Linked DNA regions of Anas platyrhynchos: region 2 is linked to region 1. The links are chromatin contacts, called in public Hi-C maps. All regions are on one chromosome and are shown on one strand. The core of a region is the stretch at or near the end of the contact, and the rest is flanking DNA. Distances in the headings are between cores, read along the strand shown.

Region 1 (6,593 bases), core at 1,536-4,035:
CCAGAAAATAATGTTTTCTGGAGGAAAACTAGAAAAACATGTGAGGGTTTTGTTTGTTTGTTTGTTTGTTTGTTTGTTTTTTCCTGGTGAGTCCTAAATGCACATTTTTGGGATCTTGAGATCTAATCAGTAGTGAATTTGTCCTGAAATCACTGATAAAATATAATTATGAACTTACAGTCAGATATGTTTCTTTAGGCACAGTCACATAGTAGACCACCCACCCTGAAGTTCTTGGGAAGCCCTTGGGTTAACATCGTTAACAAGGGAAGAAGTTTGGCAAGTTGCATATTTCTTTGAATACATTTGTGCTGGTATTTCAGCCTACAGAGATGCACAGCACACTGCTTGCTACCTGCTAACTTGGTGTTACTTGAGCATTACTGGGATAGTACTGAGCATTATTTGGCATTGCAAAGGCTGCTCAGGCTGCTGGGGCATGGTGGGGTTTGCTGTGTGCTGGTTGCTGGAGGCAATGAAGGCACCTGAGAAGGAGCATGGGTGTGTGGAAGGGAGCACCTGGATTTAATAACTTCAGTTCATCCTTCACCATTTCCTCTGTCTGTAATGGTCTGGTTGGATTGTACCAGCTGGGTGGGAACTGAAGCAGAGCAATGACTGGTGCTCCAATTTCGATGTCGAAATGCTGCTTGTGCCCACTGTCAGGTCTCATGGTGAGAGTTTGTTAGATCTGCTCACGAGCTGCTGAAAAACAAGTTAATTTCTCAAGTAATTGATTGCTTGGCAGGTGGAAAGAGATCAAATTACTTGCACTTACGTTACTTGGCAATCTTACTGTTTCTGTTGTGTTGCGAGGGCGACAGCATCCATCATGGTTCACAGCCACACTGCGGTTAGTCACAGGCTGACCTGCATCAATGCTGCCCAGATTTTGGAAAACTAAATCCTCCCAGGCAAGCTGAAGCCTTTGCCACCCCAGCCAACTGATGCTGAAGGGCCACTACTTGATGCCTGTGCATATTGGACTTATTTGGAGCTATAGCTGCAGGCATGTGAAATACCACCTGACAGTGTATGAGTGTTTCGCCAAGTCCTTCTGCTACAGTTTGGATTTTCCTCTTGCTGTTTTCCTCTGTCTCCAGTTTGATGTCTTCATCCCCACCCAAGGTCTGCAGTCCCTCCTGGCGTGGGTGGTGGGGAACAGTTTGGGGACATTAAGAGGCTGCCCCACCATGGGCAGCAGGAACAGGAATGGACAGAAGAAAGCCAGCATAGGCTTCAGTGCATCTCCTTGCTTTATAGCTGCTGTTTCAGCTAGAAAACCTGTTTGTGACCAAAACCTCAGCCCAATGATTTTTTCGGGGGTCCACTAATCAAAAGATATTTCATCTTTTTTGAGCTCCTCATGTTCCATCATGTTCCATTCTCCTTTTTTTTTTTTTTTTTTTAAACAGATAAATCGTTATATGTTGTGTTTTACATATAGGAATGGGGAGAGAAGTGGTTGATTGGGAGTTAGAAAAGTACACTGTTTTCCTGAGCAGGTTGTCAGGCCTCCATACTGATTGCTTTTTGTGGTAGAAGAATGACTAATATATATATTTTTTGAAATGATTCATTTAAAAGAGCTCTGCTGGGTGATTTTCTTTATTTCCTGTGTGTTCGTACATGGCATTTCGTTGTGACTCTGAAAGGAACAGCAAGACATGATTAGAGCATGTACTGATGGAGATGTATTGATGTTAAACAAGCAAAAAGCTGAGGTCTGTGAGTCAGGAAGTGAGTCTTTTGCAGCATGTTTGCTGCAAAACATGCAGCATCAGTTTTGAAACGTTTGTTTCATCAGTGTGGAAGCTGGATTCCTCAGAAAGTCAATGATATACAAGTTAACCTTACCAGACTCAGATTAATAAAGTATATGTATGCAGCTACGTAAAATAAAAGGAAACGTCATTCTTGTTTGTTTATGTACAAGTATATACAAGTTTATGCGTATTTAACCATAGCAGAGCTACCCTGGTTGCTGCACGGGACATCTGTGATGCAATGAGTGTCAGTGATTCACTGATACAGAACATGAGGACGCGTGTGATGACTCATTTCTTCCCTCCCGCTTTCTTATTCCACTAATCTGAAGAAAAGCTTAACAACTTGTACCAGAACTTAATGAACCATAAATACAAGCCCTAACAGTATGACAGTGAGATGTATTTGATTGTGGATTGTTTCCCGTAAAATTCCCTTAAGAGAAATAAGATTACATTTATTTTCCTCCAGATAAAGAAGAATGAACTAGACAAAACACTGGAGAATTGCTGCAGAGATGAAGATTGCAGCAGTGTCCATTTCTGATACCCAACTTCAGCAAAGCTTGATAGTTTTGGGGAAAAAGATAAATGGAAAATGAAAAGAGATCTGTGCTCTTCAAAACTTTGAAAAAAAGCCTTCAAAAATTTCTCCCATTTACAAATAGAAATTTTCACTTGAACACTTCTGACTTTTCCCACAAATCTGGAAATAAATAAAAAAATAATTTTTTTTTGGAAAAAAAAAAAAAGTAAAAGATACTGGATTTTTTCCTCTGAGAAGGAAAAAGCTGAGCACCTGCTGCGCTGGTTAATGTGGTATCTGCTTTAGTAAAAGGTTTAGATGGACTAGTGCCTCTAAAGGTTTAGATTTTTCTGTTGGATTTTTCCCTTCCCCTTTGGTGTCTCTGACTCAAAATGATTGATTTTTGCTTAGCTTGCCATTTGATGTCAGTTGTGATTCAGCTTTTCAGGAGGGAAGAACTGTATTTCAAAGACCACATGAGGGAGTTCTGTGCTGTGTATCTGTCTGCAGGCAGATCTCTTGCTAATATGGGACACTTCAGCTTCATGGTTTTACCTTGTTGAAGGAAAACACTTTCTTCAGCAGTTCTCAACTTTTTCCAGACCAAAGGAGTCTCTCATTAGCTCAAGGCTGTTTTCAGTGGATAGTATTTGGAATTTATTGCTTAATAATGGCAGATGCTGAGTTCTGGCACACAGGCATCCCACTCTGTGCCCCATACACTCTTGAAGTGTGTGTGTTGTGGAAAGATAAGTGAGGGGAAAGCAGGCGTGGTTGTTTTATTTACTTTCTGCTTTCCTCTTTTCCCACCTGTGTAAGTGCAAGTGTGGTTAGATCTTACCTGCAAAGAGCCATTATATCACACTAACTCTAGTTCATGTTACAGTGTCTTCTCTGTCAGAAGTGTTTGACAAACCCTGTTTATTTGGCATTTTAGATTTCTGTAAGTAATCTCAGAGCATCACCCTTTCTGCTTTATGGGAGATGCTTTGCTTTAAGGCTTGCATATACAAATTCCTTGCAGGTGCATGGATAGGCAGCTGCTGCACATTGCTAGGGATCCTCTGAAGGCCTGTACTATTCAAGCATTAAAATGAGGTCTCAGGGGTGGATGCTGCCAGAGCTAGACTTTCAGCAATTCATCCACTACCTACTGTTCCCTTGAGGAACTGGAGCCTATTTTTTGGAGGAAATAATACCACACATTTAAAGAGCAATTTGAAGAACCGTGCAGAGAGCATGGCAGTCACTTACCGGTCACTCCAGAGAGGAAAATTACATGTTTGAGAGGATGTTACAGGAGACTTGCAAGGAGCAACCCACTGCTTGGGGAGCAATGTCATCTCTCCCTGAAGTGTGATTCAACAGGTGTATTTCAGCTACTTTTCCTAGCTACAGATGGCCTAGCACTATGCTGGGTAGAGCAAAGTACATCTATAGTATGGCTTTAAGCCCCCTACTGCCAGCTTTTCCCATTTTCCCAAGTGGCATCTATGCCAAAGATGGAAATATTTTTTATATATATATATATATATATATAAATATAAATATAAATATAATTTCCCCTACAGTATCTCATCCGTGCATTCACTCCTCTTTCATGAAACTCCAGAGGTCATAATTCAAAGGCTGCAAGGAGTTGAAAACACTGACATGCTTAAGGCAGTACCATGTGTGGTGATCATACAGAGCTCTGTCAGCTAGCCAACGCACTTTAGTTTGGTCAGTGGGAGTAATTGAAAAAGAGTTAAGGTGAAGAAAGCATGCTGTCTGACAAGAGAAGTAAATGATCAAGCAACCCTCTCAGCACTCCCTAAATAGCTTCAAATAGTTCCAGGAAACCTTTGTTTCATCCGAATGGAGAGATGTGAAATTAGACTTGAGAAGAATTAGCTTCTTGGAGCAGTCTCAGTGGAGCAAATGATAGAATGTGTTTTTGTATGGTGATAGGATTAAAACATACAAGGAACGCAGCTGCTGGGTCGCACCTCTCATTATAAGAGCACTACACTCCGGTGCCCTGCGAAACATGGTAAACACTCCACGTTGGAATATCCATTGCAGTCAGCCAACGTGCAGATTGTTTCCACCATACGCAGCCCCAGAGGAGATAGTCTTCCATGCTGTGACTTGCATCTCTTCTTCCGAAGTTTAAAAATTTCCATTTTTTTATGGAGCGAATGCTTGTGTTTTGTGGAATTGGCAAGTGCGTTTTTAGCTATATGCCCAAACAACTTTTTATAGTTTTGGTCAATCTGCAAATGACAATATGCCAGCTTTCTCCATTTCTTACAGCTCACTTACCCTTTTCCATTTTTCTTTTTTTCTCCACCCACACAAAATATTTCTTCTCTAACAAAGCGTTTCCTAGCCACAACCACCCTTGCCATTCAAGTGGCAATACTAACTTGGGGGTTGAACCAGATGATCTTTAATGTCCCTTCCAACCCAAACCATTCAGTGATTCTAATGTATCAATGACCTGTGTGCTTGACAAATTGCACATTTTCCTCCCAGAGCTAGCCTCTATAACTGCCCAAAATTTCTGGAGCCTCTTCAGTTTCTGCTCACACATATTGTCCAGGATTTTGTTTGTTAGATGTTGGGCAAATTGCTGCAGACACTTCTCCTCTAAGAAATAGAAAGGTGGGAAGCATGGCTCTGCCATCTATCTAACTGATGATCTTCCCAAACCACACAGATATACAACTTCTCTGGATTCAGTGACTTCTTTCCATTAGCCAAGCTTTCAGCAGAAGGCACCATAACCTGGAAGGCTGAGTGTTAAGTTAGACCTCTAGGTACAAGAAGGATTTTAACCTTCTGCCAAGCTGTTCCACGAGATACAGCAGTTACTGCCTTGCAACAAGTCAAATACACCTGACACTGCTGCTGATGAATTTATCAATACAACCTGAGGAGCTGCTGGCTGCAAGGATAAATCCCTTGCAGCTGGGGCTTGCACGGTACTTCTTGTGTGCAGTGGTGCTTCCAGCTTAGATTTCTGCCACGGGCCATTGTTTTGAGTACCAGGACAACTTGTAGGAATATTGTATTTGTCATCCTCCAGTGCTGCTGTTTCTGCTGCTCTTCACAGTTTTCCATCACTATGCAATCCTGCTGGTCACTCTACTGAGTTAAGGGCCACCTTAGCCATGTTCTGCTGCAGTCCTGGCTGGGTTCCTCCTTCTGGTTGTCACAAATCATATCACAGCAGTAGCAACATCCCCAAGAAATGCTACATGAGTGTCCATATAGCTATGGAAATCTTTGAATGAATCTTATAAATGATACCTGATAAGTATATAATGAATGTTGCTTTACAGTAATTTCTGTTTATTTCTGCCGTTTCCAGGAGGATGTCTTTGTCTTACATTGGGTAAGATGTTGGGTTAAAAATACTGTTCTGATGCTACCTGGGAGGTGCGGGAATATTGGGCAGAAGAATTTATTGTGAATGAAAAAAGAATGTTGTTTTTGTTGTTGTTGTGTGAGTTTTTTTGGAGTACACAATTCAGTTCCTGCAGGATATTAGAAGGTCAGGAGTTTAAATAAGTTAAAAAAAATGACTAGATTAAAACCAAAATGCTTTCAATGTAGTTTGTGAAAGTCCTTACACTTTGCATTGCTGGAACTGAGTGGGAAAGCCAGAGTAAGGAGAACATCATCATTCCCCATTGCTTATGTGATCTTGTTGAACGTGTAGTACTTAGGGAGAGGACCTGCGACACACCAGTTCTCAGAGACGTCTGTTCATAGGATAACAAAGTTAATTTTTAATGCTGTGGTCCTCCTAAAGGTGTCTTTAGGCTTTCAGGTATTGGTGCATTTACGTGCCCTCCTCAACTCCACAGCTACTCCAAAACAGTTTTAGACAAAGAAAAAACAGAAAAAAATGTAGAGATTTCTGACACGTTGGGGGATGAGTTGCTTTTCTACAGGGAAAATCTGGAAAATTGATTAAAAGTGGAAACTACTTTTAAATTTCATTGTAGATGCACAAATAGTCATCCATGATTGCTCGCTTCTCATAATACTGAGTCTATCAGTACTGTTGTTTCATACCCCTGTCCTTATGAGCACATTAGGCATCAACATGACATCAGTATCTTGGAAACACCCAGAGATGTGTATGTAGGTCTCATGTGTTAGAAGTGAAAGGAAAATTGTTTTATACATAAGCATTATGACAATCTTCTTTATTGTTTTGGGGAAATGTTAGATAAAACTCATCCAGATGTCATTAAACACTTCCTTTCCTTGAGTTCATGTAAGTTAGCTGATACTTTCTTCTAGACAGT
Region 2 (6,593 bases), core at 1,077-3,576, 210 kb after region 1:
AAGGTTATGTATGTAAAGCAAGTGTATGAGATCAATTTCTGGCTGAATAGTATTTAATCTATTCTGATGGTTTCTTAGAACAAGATTAGCAGAGTCTACAGGCATTTTCTTTAAGACTTTTTTTCTAAAGAAATTTGAAAATGATATTAGATGTAAATAATTGCATGAGTTTACTAGCAGAAATAGTAAATGAGGTTAAAAACTTGAATGTTCGGACCTTTCCAAAAACTTGACAGTTTCCATTTAAGTAAATTTTTATCAGGAGCTCTGTCTTGAGACAAGCTAGACTATAAGAGATCATTCAAGGTAAGACATTTAATCAGTGTTTCACAAAGCTCAAGTTTTTGTTCCCACATTCTTTCATTTGCATTTCTTTCCCCTCCTTCCTTGTGTTACCTTGCCATGGCTAAATGGTTTGATACCTCCATTGCCCTGTGCAACATAGTTAGGTTCTGGTCCTGCAAAGATTTACATGAGATAAGCCTAACTGGTGTCAGTGTAAGTGTTAAGCAAATCTGTATGGTAACAGGATGAGGTTTAGATCACACTCAGTCTAGAAAGCTGGAAAGAAAGACTTTTGGTCACAGGAAATCTGCAGATACCAACAGTTTTCCCCTTTCCTCACAGATCTTTCTGACTCTCTTAAAATTCCTTGAGACATTGCTTATATGCATGTCATTTTACCTCACACTCACTGCTTAAGTGTTTCGTTGTTGTGTTGGTTTTGTTGGTTTTGGTTGTGTGGTTTTGTTTTGTTTTGTTTTGTTTTGTTTTTTAAGAACTTAAGGAAAAGGGAAAAAGAAAGAAAGAAGCGTTTTAGTTTGTTATAGCATTTTACAAATTTAAAATCCAGTTTAAATACTGTGGCTTCAGTTTGTGACTGTAGATTAATTCACCCTGTGCTCGTCTTCATCTGGGAAGCTGAGATGGGAAGTTACATAGCTGAGGCATGATTTACAATTAGTTTTAATGACTCTCCAACATTACCATGCCAGCCATGCTGTTCCCAGGGGACAGTGCCTGGGACAGTGCTGCCTAGCTAAATGGCAACTCTGGTTTTGTGAGTTGGCCCCAGTTAAGGTTCAGGATCAGTTCAGTGGTGGTTTTCTTGCTGGGAGATAACTAGGAGAAAACATTATTAATTCAATCCCAATGTTTTATGGTTCCTTTTACACTAAAGGGAAAAAAAAAAAGAATATTGAAAAACAGAACAGAATAATCATGATGTCGAGTGTATATATTTTATGTTTTGGGACACAGCACTTGTAAGTCAATAAGGGGAAAAAAAAACACTGCTTCAAAGTGGTATTAAGTTTTGTCAGTATCTGTGTATTAATCTTTAGTCTGCTGTGGCTAGCCTGTCTTACCACTGTGTGTTTTCTTTATTTTCCTTCCTCAGTTTTACTTCATTTGTCTGGAAAGAGGGTTATTGTTCCATAACAAATAATGTACTTTGGCTGCTCACTGAGTTCAAGCTGTCTTTGGATTTGACTCTGAGAAGGGCTGGCCATTTTCAGTATACAAGAAAGACCCTCTGTATTAACACATGCAATCAGAGCAGATATTTATGTGAGGTCACTGATAAAAAGTGTTTTGTTCAAGAGAACAGCAAGCATAAGATAAACATCTAAGAAACAAAGATCAAGGTTCATAGAAATGAAAAAAAAAGGAGTAATAAAAATATAAATTATGGGCATACAACAGGGGAAAAAAAAAAGTACATTTGTTTACAGAGTATTTCTACATATGCTTTGGGAGGTTCCATAGCTTACAGATTGCCTCCTGTCTACATAATAAACAGTAACAGTTCAAGAAATCTCCCTCAGTGTCCCCAACACACTTTCAAAAAAGAGGGGTTTCTTTCTGAGCCTGGGATGTACGTTTTGGTGGGTGTTTCGTGTACTTTTTTCTTTTTTTTCTTTTTTTGGTTGAAATTAAATGCAGTCTATGCTGAAATGGTAAAAGAAGTTCTAGAAGTTATTGCCAGAGCCAATTGTTTGCTGCCTCCATCAGAAATACGATAGTAGTACTCTGTAGAATATTTACCTTCTGATGTCTCTAGAGGAGGATCCTTCTCACAGTGTTAGAGATGAGCTAAGTATTTGATTTCAGTGACTGTGTATTCCTTTAGAATGGAAGAAGTGATTTTAGCATACTGCTTATCATCAAACTAATCTTCCCCATCATGCCCTCAGATTTATTGTTGCAACAAGCAGAATTGTCAAGGTAACATAAGGAATTGATTCACTGTTTAATTTCCTGTGGTGAAGTGTATGATTGTGTGGTTTTCGTTGTTTTTTTCATGATAGCAACATCTTTTGATTTTTAGTGGCCTCTGCTGGCCACTTCATGGCAGAAGTTTTACTCATGGAAAATTCACGTCTATACTGCTTCTGAAGTGTTTTCATTTCAGCACCTGTGATCATACTTTTGCATTTAATTTTATCTGTATGATGTCAAACTGCACCTGTAGCTGTGAATATAAAGCATTTTTCATTAACAGTAGTTTGTTTAACAATATTTCCCAGAAGTCCTGAGATGCTGCGGTCAGAAGGTTCCTACTCCACAGGAGAAAGACACTCTTCCACAGACTCCAACAAAGCTTCGAGCGGAGATGTCTCCCCGTACGACAACAACTCCCCAGTACTTTCTGAACGCTCACTGATGGCAACGCAAGAAGAAGTTGCCCGCAGTCCAGATAAGCTGTACAGGGTGCCTGAACAGTACACCCTGGTTGGTCATTTGCAGCCTAAGACAAAGGAGAATTCTTCTGCATCACAGGCTGGAAAAGGTATATCCTGCTCCTGTTCCACTTTCTAAGTGACCAACATAGGCTTCTGAAGTATCTGTAAAGTGTCGGCTCTATATTGTCAGCTATCAAGAGTTGAGGTTATTGTAGTGTAACAATCTCACAAGAAATGATTTTTTTTTAATTTTTTTTTCCTGTTGTGCTTTAAGTGTTTGCTCAGAACTCCTCTTTAGCTTAGCCAGCTGCTAGGGATGCTCCTAGTGTGGCATTTGTCGAAACTTGGAGCTTTTGTTTAGTAAAGCAGAACTCTGTATGTCCTGCTCTTCAACCTTGTAAAGACTGTTTTTTCTAATGCTGCTTGGCAGGACTGTAATACCTACAAGGTTATGCTCTAGACTTTGGAAAAACCTGAGTTTAAGACATCATGCTGTAAATTTTCTCCAATTGAAAAGAATGACCTCAACTCCATTGCATCGTAGAACATAGCTGAGCTGCACAGCTTTACATCTGTTACCAATAACACATCTAGCAATACTAGAGCAGGGATCCATAATTTCCATACGTGTCTAGGGAGTGCACACCTGAATGATTTCTTCTGTAAAGAACTGTTGTTAAAGCTGGTGGCTCACCTGCACTCTCAGATGATTTTCATTTTAAAATGTAAAAAAATTATTAATAACTACTACCATGAAATACATGTGTAGTAAGCCAAACTTTAAGGAATGTCAGTGCTTAGTGGTACAGATAACTGTTTGGTGGCATTTTAAAAAACATTTGGTTTTAGAGGCAGTGGTTAGGTGATTAAGTTCCCTTTTGGAATTAATGGGATTTAGACTATTATCTCAATTGTATACTTTATAAATGCCACTGGATATTATTTAGATGTATTCAGCATCTAAATCTCTGAATAGGTTTCAAAATGTGGTTAGGTTTCTAGTAAGTTATCAACAGGAAATTACATGAAGCTTTATCGTATTAACCATCTTTTGGACTGTAATATGCATAACAAAGTTGACCATGATGAATTAGGAAATTTCTTTACTGCCAGATTAAATCCAAAAATGGCACAAAATGGTTAGAATCCAGCACAAGTGACATGTGCATTTGATTAAATCTCTGTTATGTGACAGTACTTTCTTGTAAGACCCAAGATGCAGGTTGCTATAGCATGCCTTACAGTGGCTGGTGGGGCTGTTTGAGGGAGCATTCTTTTCCTTAAAAAAGTACAGGAACTAACTTTTCTTGACCAAACCTTCCTGTTTTGTACAAATTTCCCATTCACACAAATACAGACTGGGCAGAGAATGAACTGAGAACAGCCCTGAGGAGGAGGACTTGGGGCTGTTATTTGATGAGAAACTAAACACGAACCAGCAATGCACTTTTGCAGTCCAGAAAGCCAACCATATCCTGGGCTACATCAAAAGAAGCATGGCCAGCAGGTTGAGGGAGGTGGTTCTACCCCTCTACTCCACTCTTTTGAAACCCCATCTGAAGTCCTGCATTCAGCTCTGGGTCCCCCAACACAGGAAGGACATGGATATATTAGAATGAGTCCATAGGAGGTCCATGAGAATGATCAGAGGGCTGGGGCACCTGTCCTATGAAGACAGGCTGAGGGAATAGGGCTGTTCAGCCTGGAGAAGAGAAGTTCAGCCTGGAGAAGAGAAGACTCAAGGGAGACCTTATAGCAGCCTTCCAGTACCTAAAAGGGGCTACAGGAAAGCTGAGGAGGAACTCTTTGTCACAGAGTGTACAGATAGGACAAGGAGTAATGGCTTGAAACTAAAAGAGGATAGTTTTAGATTAGATATTAAGAAAAAATTGTTTACTCAGAGAGTGGTGAAGCACCAGAACACAGGTTGGTTGCCCGGAGAAGCTGTGGATGCCCCATCCCTGGAGGTGTTCAAAGCCAGGTTGAATGAGGCCCTGGGCAACCTAATCTAGTGTGAGGTGTCCCTGCCCATGGCAGGGGGGTTTGAATTAGGTGATCTTTAAGGTCCCTTCCAACCCAAACCATTCTGTGATTCTATGACTTCATTAAGGCAGAAGACAGTGGAAATTTCACTCTCTCAGCAAGCTCAGGTGTCCTGTCCATAGACAGATCACGAAATTCATTATACGATCTGAACCTGAAACAGCAAGTAATTGCAGACAATACATTTGTTCTGTTTGTGTTAGGTGCACAGTAAGCCAGTTGCATATGTTATCAACTCTGATATTTTACATAAATTTTTATGTCAATTCAACTTAATATTCTATTTATGTGTTTTTAAATAATGATTTTAAAAGTACTGATTCACCATCTTCTTCCTGCTCTTCTTCCTATTCAGATGTTTCAGAAGATCATTTTGATATCTGGGGCACCTGGCATTCAACACTGAAAAGTGGCTGCAAAGATACAGGAATTACAGGTCAGAAATTTCTCAGAAGTTTTAAACACAAAGCTAATAAAAGCATAAACATTTCATGTTTTGAGAAATCACAGCGAAACAAATAGGAAAACTCATGTTGCCGAGAGTTAAATTTGTACATAAGCCACTTACCAGATCTTGGACTTTTAAAGGGTTGTTCAATAAAATACAGAGAAGCACAATGATTTTACAAATGTGACAGTATTTCAAGCTGCTAGAAGATAATTTAAAGAGTCATCTTCAAATTACTTCAGAAAACAGTTTTATGTAGTTCTAAAACTCACTAGAAGCTGGACACCTGGTGGAGACTTGAAAGTAGCTGCAGTAGTGGCATAAGCACAGCCTGTGAGGCTGGAAGCTCTGGCTCTGCCTGGGAATAGTATGGTCTTGACAAGTTATTGACCCATTTTGCCTTTTGTTTTCCCTGCAATCTGCACCCACCTCACAAAGAAACTGTAAGACTGAAACACTTCCTGCATCGAAAGATGCTGTGTGCTGTAAGGCTTTATGTTAGAGCAAAGTACTTGAGTCACCCAGAAATGCAATAGACACAGTTTAGATCAGAAACATTAGAGGTTCACACAATAACAGAATGGCTGAGGTTGGAAGGAACCTCGCGAACTCATCTGATCCAAGCCCTGCACAAGGAGGGCCAGACAGGCTGGGTTGCCCAGGCCTATGTCCAAGTGGCTTTAGAGTGTCCCTAGGGAAGGAGTCTCCACAGCCTCACGGGCAGCCTGTGCCAGCGCTCCATCACCCACACAGCACAGAAGTGCTGCCTGATGCTCAGAGGGAGCCTCCTGTGCTCCAGTTTGTGCCCAGCACCTCTTGTCCTGGCACTGGGCACCACTGAAAAGAGCCTAGCTCTACCCTCCATCTGGTAGCCTGACAGATGCAAGGCTATTGCTCTGTGTCCCCAGGTTCAAAGGTTCAGCCAGTGGGTGGGGGGGGCTGATAAACTTTTAATTGTGTAGCCTAATGATAAAAGCCCTTATCATTCTTCTGTGGTATTACACAGGGAAAAAGCAGAAACTTGTAAAATGTCATGTAAGGGACTGTGCAGACTGACATTGTCTTTCTTACTCTGGACCCCAGGTTCTTACGGAAACATTTATGAAAGTAGCTTGCTGCGACCTGGACAGTGCTCTCTTTCCCAGGGGAACCTATCCATATATTCTCCTCGATGGCAAGGCAGCTCCTCCGAATTGGACAGCAGCAGACAAGTCATGCGAAGGAGTCAGACAACTGCTGCCATTCCCGAGTGTCAGCTCCATCCTGCACCATCTCGGGTGTGCAGTAACCCACATATTGAAGCCAGCAGTAGGAGTTTGGACCAGTCACGTTCAAAGTCAGAGCGGCACTTGACTTTAAGCAGTGTGGAGGACCTCACTGAGTATGACTTACACGCAGGTTGTTCTCAGAGCACGGCC

What was found. A called contact is a pair of places that touch in the nucleus more often than the background predicts.
Region 2: a Hi-C map of subcutaneous adipose tissue shows a contact between it and region 1, with 5 times the contacts expected there. The contact joins two enhancer-like sites. A contact is called at or near these places in 4 of 8 Hi-C or Micro-C datasets (F1 follicle, skeletal muscle and subcutaneous adipose tissue).

The regions. Positions count from the first base shown.
Region 1 is chr1:130,742,301-130,748,893 of IASCAAS_PekinDuck_T2T, forward strand. The region is part of intron 1 of ARHGAP6 (Rho GTPase activating protein 6); the gene reads left to right. Among named protein-coding and RNA genes, the nearest start is that of ARHGAP6, 98 kb to the left of the region's middle. Within about 2 kb of position 2,786, at least 3 of the 8 cell types and tissues checked have an H3K27ac peak or open chromatin away from gene starts, as enhancers often do. A contact at or near this core is called in subcutaneous adipose tissue, where this site is marked.
Region 2 is chr1:130,955,550-130,962,142 of IASCAAS_PekinDuck_T2T, forward strand. It overlaps ARHGAP6 (Rho GTPase activating protein 6), which reads left to right. Exons shown (of 13, transcript XM_027447629.3): 11 at 2,532-2,791; 12 at 5,083-5,163; 13 at 6,259-6,593. Among named protein-coding and RNA genes, the nearest start is that of MID1, 130 kb to the right of the region's middle. Within about 2 kb of position 2,327, at least 1 of the 8 cell types and tissues checked has an H3K27ac peak or open chromatin away from gene starts, as enhancers often do. A contact at or near this core is called in subcutaneous adipose tissue, where this site is marked.